2 separate regions of the Callithrix jacchus genome follow, and region 1 is linked to region 2. Evidence: chromatin contacts called from public Hi-C data. All regions are on one chromosome and are shown on one strand. Each heading gives the region's core, a stretch centred on a gene start, on an enhancer-like site or on the middle of the called end of the contact. The rest is flanking DNA. Distances are from core to core; before and after follow the strand shown. Region 1 overlaps N4BP1 (NEDD4 binding protein 1). Region 2 overlaps LONP2 (lon peptidase 2, peroxisomal).

What was found. Hi-C and Micro-C count contacts between places; a contact is called where the count stands out from the background.
Region 1: a contact with region 2 is called in a Hi-C map of skeletal muscle, with 3 times the contacts expected there. The contact joins two enhancer-like sites. A contact is called at or near these places in 2 of 3 Hi-C or Micro-C datasets (both in skeletal muscle).

The regions. Positions count from the first base shown.
Region 1 is chr20:6,249,783-6,255,708 of calJac240_pri, reverse strand. N4BP1 (NEDD4 binding protein 1) reads left to right here. Exons shown (of 7, transcript XM_002760925.6): 7 at 1-3,561. Among named protein-coding and RNA genes, the nearest start is that of N4BP1, 75 kb to the left of the region's middle. Within about 2 kb of position 4,303, at least 7 of the 16 cell types and tissues checked have an H3K27ac peak or open chromatin away from gene starts, as enhancers often do. A contact at or near this core is called in skeletal muscle, where this site is marked.
Region 2 is chr20:5,965,124-5,971,024 of calJac240_pri, reverse strand. It overlaps LONP2 (lon peptidase 2, peroxisomal), which reads right to left. Exons shown (of 18, transcript XM_035281945.3): 8 at 1,605-1,746. Among named protein-coding and RNA genes, the nearest start is that of ABCC11, 32 kb to the right of the region's middle. Within about 2 kb of position 3,389, at least 3 of the 16 cell types and tissues checked have an H3K27ac peak or open chromatin away from gene starts, as enhancers often do. A contact at or near this core is called in skeletal muscle, where this site is marked.

The DNA.
Region 1 (5,926 bases), core at 3,054-5,553, 280 kb before region 2:
TTAGCCTTTATAAATAAAAAAAAAAAAAAAAAAAGAGTTGCTTTCTTAAGGAAAGCAAGACCTCTTAAAGTATATTTTCTTGAGATGAATATGTCCCGTCACTACCATGAAGTGTGCTCCCCGTTCCAGCCTCCTCTGCCCTCACCCCCAGAGTTAGAGTGTGTAGGAGTTGGTTTGTTCTGCAGGGTCTTTGGTTGGAACATTGTGAAAGTGGACCCGCGGTGCCACTAGATGGCACTTGGTGCCTAGCTGTGGTGAATGACCAGAGCAAAGTTAGACTCACAGAATACCACGGCTAGAAGACAAGTGGGGCCCATGGAGTCCCACCCTTCTTCCCCTTCCACCCTGTGCTAGAGGGGATGGCCCAGTGTGCTCGCTGTCCAGGCATGCCCACAGCCACAGCTGAGGAGTGGCCGGGCAGGCAGCAGGCTCCCCAGCCAGGGCTCGACACCCTTGCAGGCTAGTGCCCCCACATGCCTGTAGCTCTGGAAGTCACATCTTAGCTTCTGAACACTAAAGCAAGTTGAATGAAGAGCCCTGTCACTGTGGCCATCATGTGTCCTCAACTGCAGGAGATGCCCCAATGTGGAGTTTGTACAGCTTTGCCAAAAAACGGTTTTCTATTCTCAAAAATGACCCAAGCCAATAAATAGCATTATTAGCTTCTGTGGGGGGTCCCAGAGACCCTGTATTCATTTTCCCTGTGTTTGTCTCTCTAGTGTCCTCGACAGCCCTTCCTGTGAGTCTTTCTCAGAATTGATATCTTAATATTGTCTGTTTTCAGTGTTATCTAAATGCAGTGTCAGTGAAGTTCTTTTCCTGGACAATCTTAACATCTTTACTCTTATTGTCTAAACTTTCAAAGGGCTTTGTATTTTACACCTGCGTCCCCAGGCTGCTCACAGTCGGCTTCCTGCCTGCCTGTGGATCGTGTCTCTCTCCTGGCCCTGAAGAGCGGAGGCTAAGGAGTCAGTGCTGGTTTGTTCACAGTGAGGGGACTGGGGGGCATCCCGGAGTGCTCCCACCAGGACTGTTTATTGGTTTTGTTTGATCGCTGCATTTTTTGAGGAATGAATCCAGAGTCCTCTAGGAGGCCAGGCTTGTACTTCAATCATGTTCCTCTTAGATGCCTGTGATACCTCCTGATGTGGAACCGGTTGTCTGTTGTTTGGGCCAGTGGCCAAGTCACCCAGCTATGGAAGCAGGGGTAAAAGATGAGGCCAGCCAGGAGGAAGACTTCAGTCACAGCTCCTATGCCTCAGCTTTGCACCTGATTTCAAAAGCACAGCTGAGGTGTGCAGGCTGGGGCTGTCTTGCAGCAACTCTGGCCTTCTTTCTCACGGTCCGTTTCAGCAGCCTGGCTGACCCAACTGTTTCTCCTCTGCTTCAGAGAAGAAACCCGGGAGATTCCCTGACTGCCAGACTGAGTCTCCATCATGCTGGCTGGTGCTGGCTAGGCAGAGGGGGTCACCACTTCTCCCAGCTCTAGAAGCTACTCGACCCTTGATGTTTGGCTTCTGTAAGTCTGTGTTCTATTACTTTGGAGTGATTGGCCTGTCCCTTTCCCTTTCTTGGCTATGGGAAGGAAGGATAAGAAAAGAGCTCATGACTTCCCTTCATTAGTTACAATATGAGACGGAATTATTCCTTCTAAAACCCCCCAGGTTTAAATTTAATATTTAAAAACCCAAATTATCAAACCATTAAAAAACACTCATGACTGGTTCTCAGCCTCCTCCAGTACTAGCCTCAGTGTGGCTGCTGTGTAAGTGTCTGTAGCCTGTCTACCTCCTGCAGCGGGGCCGTCCGCTGCATCCCTGTCCACTGCTCAGGCTCTCCTGCTTCGTGGCATCCACAGAAAGTAGTTGACAAGGCAAAGATGTCACTCACCCTGATTCAACAGTCAGGATGTCTGATGCTCAGAGAGGTTGTCCTAGGGGGGCGGGTAATTCCCAGGCCTACATTCCTCCCTAAGCTCCAGGCCGCTGTCTCTTGTCTGTCTTTTCTGCAAGCAGTCTGAGCCCCTGTAGGCTGCAGTCAGGAGACAGAAAGTGTCTGGGCCATCCTGGACAGCAGGTCAGCATTGCTAGGCAGGCTTGGCTGTGTGGCTGGGACTCAGGCCTGGGTGGCTTTCAAAAGTAGTGAGGGGACAGCTGGCCTCATGCCCATGCAGGCTTGTTGTAACATGGTGGGATGTGAGGGAAGACTCAGATCTACACACAGAAACCCTCTTCTCCCCGCCATCCCCCCAGCATTGCCACACATCTCACATGTTTTAGATTGAAACAGCCTGATTGCCGGAATAATCCTCTCCATTCCTTGCTAGTGCTTCCCCTCATCTCTCACTCTCCAACTCAGTTTGCAAACGTGGCTTTTGACCACCAAGTGAAAGCGGACTGAGAGCGGCCCCTGGGGACAGCCCAGTGCCTGGCTGCAAGGCCGCGCTGGAGCTGTCTTGGTATATGTCACAGCCCCAGCGCGTGCTGCTGTTGACCAGACTGTCCCCGCTTCCCACCACTTCTCTCCCAGACCTCTCTTACTCTTTTTGCCGAAAGGCCAGTCCTTAACACCCTGTTCTTCCTCAGCAGGTGGTTTGCAGAGGGGGTCCTGGTGGAGAGGCCAGCTGGTGTTAAGAATGCAGGTTACCGGGCACAACCCGGCAAATGCTTGCCCGGTGGTTATGGAGGAAGGCCCGGGAATCTGCAATTGAGTGTGTTCCCTGGGCAGTTCCCGTGCAGATGATCCCTGGACCACATGTTGAGAAACTTCACTCATCCTTAGGGCCACACTGTCCCTCTCCCCACTGTCCCCTCTCTGCAGTGACCTCCGGCCCTGCCCTTCAGGAGTGTACTTCCCATTCCACTGGGAAGCCCCTTGGCATCCTCAGGCTCCCGAGAACCACAGCCTGCACAGGGACCCTCCCTCCTTCCACACCCACCCTCCATGAGGTTCCCTGCTCTGCCCTCATGCTGACACCCAGGGGCAGTGAGCCCTGACTGGCCAGCCCCTTGTAGCGCTGCCCTCTACCGTCCAGACACTGCAGTGTAGCCAGATTGACCTTCCAGAAACACTTCTGCAAAGTGATCTGCAATGGCAGATAACCAGAGCACCAAGTTCATAGCCCCTGAGCTTAATGTCCATGGCTGTCCACCTCCCGGCCATATTTGATTGTCCACTTAGCCCCACCCAAACGCTCCCTGTGGCCACACGTTTCCCATGACCTTTAGGCTCTGCAGTTGGACTTCTCTCCACTAGAAATGCCTTTCTCCCAAATGACTTCCCTCCTGAAAGGCCTGGCCTGAGTCCTCCTCGTCCCCTTGTCCAATGCTTCTGCCAGAAGCAGCCCCATGGTGTTCTGTGACCGCACAGCACTTTGTGTCTTGCTTTGGGCACTTGCCCTGGCTGGTGCCACAGCCGCTGATCATGTATTGTGTCTTGCCGCCCTTTCTAGACTGTGAGCTCCTCGCGGGCAAGGACCGCCTGTGTTCTCCGTATTTCCCACGGCGCCTAGCACAGAGCCTTGCACTTGATAGGTGCTCAATAAATGTCTGCCTAAGTGAACTGGAGAACAGTGCCTTCTTGACTGCGGCATCTGGCAGCAGGACCAGTAAGAGGCCAGGAATCTACCACACTGCAGTGTGGGAAAGTGGGCTGGTGCTCTGCTGGGGTCACTCCACTCCCTTCTCCCTCCTCTGCCAGGCTCCAGCACATGGCATATTGGGCACACGGGTCCAGGGAGGGGCGCCTGGAGTGGGCTGCGTACCAGGTGCCCTCAGTCTTCCTAGCCAGGGCAGGCACCTGGCCCAAGCTACCCCAGTCCGAGTCACTCCTGGGGAGTTCCTCTATGGTGGTGGGAATCACGGGATGCCAGGCCCAGATCTCTCAGAAGCCATTTTCTGCCCTGGGGGAAGCCGGCCTGTGACAGGAAAGAAGTGGAGACGTGAGAGAGGTTTCTGGCAGCATGAGCTCCGGGTTCCTGTTGTCGGGAAAGCCCTTCCTCAGATGTCGCCACACCCCAGTATTCTAACACACTTCCCTTTTTGCTTAAGCTGGTCATTCCAGTTGGATTTACATCCCTTGAAATTGAGGGTCTTGAGTAACATGTGTTACTGTCTTTAGCAAGGATTTGCAGACGGAGTGGGAAAAGCTCCACAGACATATACAAATGGGGCTTCAGGAGTGTCCACTCCAGTCAGAAAATGCTAGGAGAGGCCGACCAGCATACTCCACCATTGGAGTTGAGTAACTTGAAACTCAGATCTGGGGCCCCTCAGCAGAGAACTTGGCCTGGTGCTCGAGCTGTCCCCTGCCACCTTGACTCAGCACCCTCCCGCTGCCTCTTCAGTCCCCTTGACAGCAGTTCTTTTGCCCGGTTTCCTAGTTGGGCAGATGCCAGCACTGTTGATTTGGAGTTTGACTTTCTGTACACTTCAGAAGTGTAAATAAGCATTATTTTATTATGCCTGTGTTACAGATGAGGAAACGTAGTTCCTTATCTCGAAGAAACTAAGGAAACTAAGTTTCCTCATCTGTAACACAGGCATAATAATGCTTTCGGCCGGGCACGGTGGCTCAAGCCTGTAATCCCAGCACTTTGGGAGGCTGAGGCGGGTGGATCACGAGGTCAAGAGATTGAGACCATCCTGGTCAACATGGTGAAACCCCGTCTCTACTAAAAATACAAAAAAAAAAAAATTAGCTGGGCATGATGGCGTGTGCCTGTAATCCTAGCTACTCAGGAGGCTGAGGCAGGAGAATTGGCTGAACCCAGGAGGCGGAGGTTGCGGTGAGCCAAGATCGTGCCATTGCACTCCAGCCTGGGTAACAAGAGCGAAACTCCGTCTCAAAATAAATGAATAAATAAATAAATAAATAATGCTTTTTACTTCAAGGGTGACATGAGGAGTAAGCATGTAAATACCTGTGAGGTGCCTAGAACTGTGCCCAACTCAGAGCCCCACTCAATGGCTGCTATTGGGGCTCTAATCAGCAACCCTGCAGATGCTCATATAACTATTCACCACCCTTCCAGGTCATCCCACACCCCCACCAGCCGGCTCTTATCTCCAGGTCCTGAATGCACTCCTTTGTTGCTCTGGGCCAATGATGAGGGTGCTTAGGTTAGGGCCTAAGTTTCTTGCAGTGCCTCAGTAGGGCCGTGGGAAGTCCACCTGTGGTCTAGAGAGGGCATAGTTCCTTGAACAAGGCAGGCCCCCAGGAGAGTCCCTTGGGTGCCATCAACAGAGAAAGCACCTGGAGGAAGTGGATGCAGCCACTGCCTGCCCGCAGGGTGCTGAGAAAGCTGAGCCCAGCAGCCAGCGCCACGCCCTCACCACCCATGTGCCCGGCAAGCTTCTGTCTCCTTTAATCCTGACCACACTCCTGACATGCTGCTGGTAGTATCTCCATTTTGCAGAGGAAGAAACTGAGGTATAGAGATGCTCAGGAACTTGCTTTCAAGCTAAGATGTCCAGGATTTAGGATTTGAATTCCAGTGGGCCATCCCACCTCCCTGAAAGGCACAGCTGCCCCAGAGGTGACTCGGCAGCCAGGATGGCGCCTAAGATCCCTCGCCACTTCAGGGAAAAGAATTGAGGGCCCAAGACAGACCTGGGTCAAGGCTGTCAGTCTTCAGGGCATGGCGAGGCCGTGGAAGGAAGCTGCCTCCCCACTTCCTGTGTTGTGGGCCTGTGTCCAGCCCTGTTCCTGTGGGAGGTTGCCAAGAGCATATTTGTTAAAAGAAGTTGACCAGTTCTGCAGAAGTTCTGTCGGGAGTGAGCCCGTGCATGCATCAGAGCCACCTTCCGCTTCATTTCGGGAAACACAGCTAAGTTGATGTTGATTGGAAACTGAACGTGGCCTTTTTCCAGGCTCAGGCTCTAATCCCCTCCACATCGAGGGTGCCAGGGCTGGGGGCATTCACTGG
Region 2 (5,901 bases), core at 2,140-4,639:
AAGAGCAGGATACTATAACATGCAGAGAAAACAACTTTTTGAAATAACAAACTCAGAGGGGTTTTAAAAGATAAATCTGAGAAAATCTGCACAGAAAGTAGAGCAAAACGTAAAAGTGGCGACTAACGGGAGAGAAAAAACAACAAAGTCAGAAACCTAACATCCAAGTCATGGGTGTTCCAAAAAAGAATAGGAAAAATCATCAATAAAAAAATTTAAGAAAATATTTTAGAACCAAAGAATAGGAAGAATTCAAGAATGAGCAAAAATGCATTAAAAAATTTAAGAAAAAATTTTAGAACCAAAGAATAGGAAGAATTCAAAGAATCTTAAAAGAATGAGCAAAAATGCATTAAAAGCAACCCATGTCAAGGCAGATTACTATGAAATTTCAGAATCCCACGATAAAGGGAAGCACCTGAAAATTTTCAGGATAAAACAGGTCTCAAAGGATAGGAACTGAATGGAATCAGTCTTACCAACAGCAACACTGGAAATGGGAAAGTGAAGTAAAATGGAGGCAAAGTATAATTCTGTAGAAAAATTCTTTCCAACCAGAATTCTATACTCAGTCAAATTACTCATCAAGTATGAGGGAAACATAAAGACATTTTCAGATATGCAAAGTCTAAAACATTTGCCACTCATGCAAGCTTCCTCAGGAAACTATGAGGGAATTAACACCACAAAAATGAGAGAATGGACCAAGAAAGAGCAAGAAAATGGAATACAGGAGATGGGAAATCCAATATAGTGAGAGGTGAAGGAGAACCTAGGAAGGCAGCCATAAAACTGGATGTCAAAAACAACTAGTTCAGACCGGAAGCTTAAGAAGACAAAATGGATAGAACACCTAAAGCGTCTAAATGTCTTGACAGAATCAGACGACTGTTGAAAAAGTAAACAAAAGAAACAAGACAATTGAATCTAAAAAGATTTTTAAGACATGCAGAGAAAAACAAAAACAGGAACAGAAAAAATGATCATAGTTTACCATGTGGTTCCTAACGTGAAAAGCATTTACATAATCACAATAATGTAAATATTAATATGGATGGAACAGAAATAAGATAAAGTTCATTTTGAGAGATCTGGGGTATAAAAATGATACAGTGGGGACAAAGGGAAGGAAAATGGTAAAAATCTTCATCTCCTGTTGGGGGTGGTCTATAGAAAAATGACAAAAACTAAAACAAAAATATCAAGAAGTGCAAGAAAGCCATGCTATTTTGAAAATGGGATTAATCAACTAAAAGCTAAAGAGGTCAAGTGCAGACGAGCACATGGGGGACCCCAGGGAGAAGGAGATTTCCTTGCTGTTTTTTGTCATAACTATGTAGGTCTCCAGATAATAAGTGTGCACAAAATTTTGTTAAACTATTTGATTAAAATAGAAAAGGAAAAGAAAAAAAGAAACGAGGGGACTTAGTGAAAGAAATCTTAAAAACATTTTAATTTAAATGCCAAATTGCTCAGCCCTCAGCCAGTATCCAACTATTTTTCCCATAACTAAAGCTACACCACTGTGTATATCACCTGAATATAATGATCAACTCTTCTCCATAGTCTTCCAGTATGAAGACAGGGAATTTTCCGAATCTTACCTCAAGCAGAGCTGCTGCAGGATCACCTTGTAGACTTTTTCCCAGTTTGTCAACCTCATCTAATAGGAACACCGGGTTGTTCACTCCCACAGTCTTCAAGCCGTTGATGATGCGCCCAGGCATGCTGCCAACATAGGTGCGCCTACAGTAAGCAAGAGGCACATTCACAGTGTGAGATGTCAGGAGGCAGGAGGGACACCATTTAGAAATAAAAACATAGGAATGTGAAAAGACCATTCAGCCATCACAATAATATAGCAAAGAAGTACTATGTATTTAAAAGGCACTATGATAGACTGAAAGTTATTACATTCAATTCTAATCTTCTACTAATTCTGGCTGCAAGTTGCCCATGAAATACAACACTTGAATTACCAGTTACGGTTCTTACTCTTCAGGATTCCAAAATGTCTGAAGTACCCTATGAATTCCATGGTTTCCATGATTTTTCAGAACATCCCCCTACCCAACACAACCACCTTTATACACACTGAAATGGCTGCCCCAAGGCCAGCTAAAACATCATCATCTTCATGAAGGAGATTTAAATCAGTTCAAAGAGTCACTCAGAATGTAGACCAAAAACAAACAAACAAACAAAGAAAAACTTGAGTATCTTTTATTTTCAGAGGTAATAATCTGTTAATTACAGTAAGAGGATCTGGGGTCAATAGTATTTACAACAGAATTCCATTATTCTGGCCTTTTGAACAAAACTGTATTAATCGCATATGCACTGATTGACATTAACTATGTTCAGCCAGCCATATATTTTGTTGAGTGTTAAAATGTGAGAGGCGGCTTTTTCATATTTGGACAAGAATCACCCACATAATTATGACAGATATAGAGTGTGGCATGAAATAAAAACATACATGTGTATCAAACCAAAACAGGTGCCTTTTTTACAGAGACAGCAAAACTCAAAGCAGCAATTTACTAATTTTAATTACAACCTTGATGTCTATGTTGTGCAAAGCAAATGCTGTTTCTGAAAAGGCATAAAAGCCTGACTGCCTAGGAGAAAATAATCAATGATTAGTGGAACAGCCGCAGTTATCTCATGATCTGCACAAAGCCGATTCACAGAGCAGGCCTCAATTCTGCCACATGACTGGTATAAAGTAGGACAGAGTAAATAAGAGTGATCTTTGAAAAGACAAGCAAGCCTTAAAAACATCATGGGAATGCCTTTCATCAGGGAAAACTGACCAAGGCATGGGAACCAAATACAATAAACATTATCCTGTTAATATAAGTAATTAGCACATTCAAGATTTCAGAATCAGGTACAGGAAAGACAAGACTCAGAATTGATAAAGTCTATCAAATTATTTTTATAGAGAACTTACAGATTTGCCATTACTGTGATTTTTAAGAGAGGTAGGGAAGGGAATTTTTAAAAGAATCTCAAAGCCTCTAATGGTTCATTTTTTGCGGCAGTTATTTATTTGCCTTTCCTTTTTTGATGAGTAAATCTCAAAAACTGGTACTGACAATTCTACATCTAAAGTCACAGAGAAAATAATATTCTAGGCAGGTACCCTTTCTAAAAAAAAGTGGAATCCTGGATTCTAGTCACACTGTATACAAGCAATTCCTCTTACACTTTCTATTGCTTCCCAGAGCCTACAGAATAAAGTTCAAATTCCTTTGTCTGGAGTTTGAGGCTTTTCACAATCCAGCCCCCATTCGTCTTCCCAACTTGCTGCCATTACTTTCTTGCTTCATCCACAATCAAGATCCTATTACGCCATTTAAACATTTTTACCTTTGTTAATATGGTGTCTTCCTGCCCTTAATACCTCTTTTCCTGCCTATATAAATCCCAACAATTCTAAGAGACTTTTTCTGACCACCTCTCAAAAAGTAATTGCTCTAATAATGCAATGCCTACAGCATTTACTGGCCCCATAATTCATCTGATGCTTACTTATGACCTAGTTTTTATTCATAGGTATGATAGCCTCCTCTAAAGAGCCAGTGGGTACTTTTATGACACAGATGGGATTTTACCACAGAGTAGAGGCTAGATATAGAGCTGTAAGGCTGTTCCCCACCATCATACCAGCACTCAAAGCAGCTTTTCAGGTTTGACTATGTAACTCTTAAGGTTATATAGCACAAGCTTCTGAATACTATTGTGGACAAATTACTTGACCTAAGCCTCTGTTTCCTTAACTATAAGATAGGGATAACAGTGCCAACCTGGTGGGTTATATTAACATAAGGATCATGAGAGAACACAGGCAAAGCACACAGCACAGTGCCTGGCACACAGTGAGCTTTCCAGTGATGCTCATGGTTATTAGCAACAGCTACTTAAAGTCTACTTCTGGCTTCCTGGAAAAAGTACAAGAGCAGAAATCAGTACACCTGAATTTCAGTCCCACTTCCATTTCTGCCTCATGGAAGCAACTTTTACAAATGACTTTTATAGCAGGCAACAGAGAAAAACATCGTCATTTCACCATCCACTTTTTCTACCTAGTCAATTAAAGGGCTTCCACAGGCTATAATGCAAACCATTAAAATAAAATTTATAAAGAATCTGGAATATAAAAGAGTTTAAGTGTTATAATATTAGGTGAAAATGACAGGATTATAATTCTGTTACTTAAAATCTAGTAAGTCTGGCAGAACAAAATGAAATACTGACAGTGATTACCTTTGTATGGTAGAAAAACATGAGAATTTTTTTTCTTTTTATTTTTCACATTTCTACCAAGTGAGGGTGTGTGTGTGTGTGTGTGTGTGCGTGCACGCGCGCATGTGCATCTCAAACAGGAAAATGTAATCAGTTTAAAAATGATCTTAATGATCTCAAAAAGAAAAAGTGTCTTTAAGAAACTGGGATATTAATGTATAATAGCATGTCTAAACAAATGCAATTCTTCTTCTTCTAGCAGTCATTCCTAAATCTTTTTATAGACTAATTTGGATAAGTGTAATCATCGAAAGGATTGCATAACTTCCAAAATTTTATGTGATAATATTATATGAATTACAAAACACCTATCGAGCACTCACCATGTTTAGCACCATGTTAAATAAGCACCATGTGGTATATAAAGAAGATATACAATAAATCCCCTGCCTGAGAAAGCTTGTACTTTTTATAAACGTATTCATGTTTCATCTCTACAGCTGTATGGTAGAAATGCCAGAGGCCCATATTCTATAAAGGAGCACAATAGGTGGTCAGTTTAGAGAAGAGTAAAATCATGACTGACTGCATTTATACTAACAGAGGAAGCCGTGGGTTGAGGACTTAAAATAAACCTAAGTTTTAGAGAAGCAAAGAAGAGCTACATGCAAATACAAGCTGAAAGAAGAATAGTGGGCAAACCATAATATCTGGTATACTATGCTAAAAAATATATGAGAAGCTAGCTGCTTCAGTTATTTTTCCCTTGTAGAAACTAATAATAAAATAGTTTATTTATAACTTTACCATTTCAGGTTCCATAGGAAAATGTCTCAATGTGGCAATCACAAGTTCATTTTCCTTCTCATCTTGTTTGCAAATGAGCCAAGTATCTGGTATACTATGCTAAAAAATATATGAGAAGCTAGCTGCTTCAGTTATTTTTCCCTTGTAGAAACTAATAATAAAATAGTTTATTTATAACTTTACCATTTCAGGTTCCATAGGAAAATGTCTCAATGTGGCAATCACAAGTTCATTTTCCTTCTCATCTTGTTTGCAAATGAGCCAAGTATTTCTCACGATAACATAATTTTATTATCTAAATAAATAGCTGGTAAAGTATTTCTAGGATATTTAACTCCTAGATATACTTTACCAGCTGTTTAATATCAATTAACTCCTAGAAATATTATGATCAATAATATATTCTGTTTACCAAAGAACAACAAATGAAAAACAATTATGCAAACATGATTCATAAAACTTAATCCTAAAAGAAGTTACTTTATATAAAATTTGTGTGAATTGATACAAATTATTTAAATATAATATTTAAATATAAAAATTTAAGTTGTAGAAACTTATAGAAGGGAACGGGTATTTTGTGGCTTATAAAGTGGACATAAAAATCACAATGGAGATAAACCCGAATGAGAAATGTTGAGAAGACTGAAAAACTGAGTGAGTTAATAGGGAACATAAACATTATTCTTCCGTTAAGCTACTCAAAATAATACAGACAAAAATGAACTAATGTTTAGTCAGATCACTATTATTTTCCAAGTTTAAGATTAAATGTAAGGCAAGCCTTTCTTTTTCTTCCCCATCTCCCACCTCATTATCATTTAACCCTAAAAAATATATCTT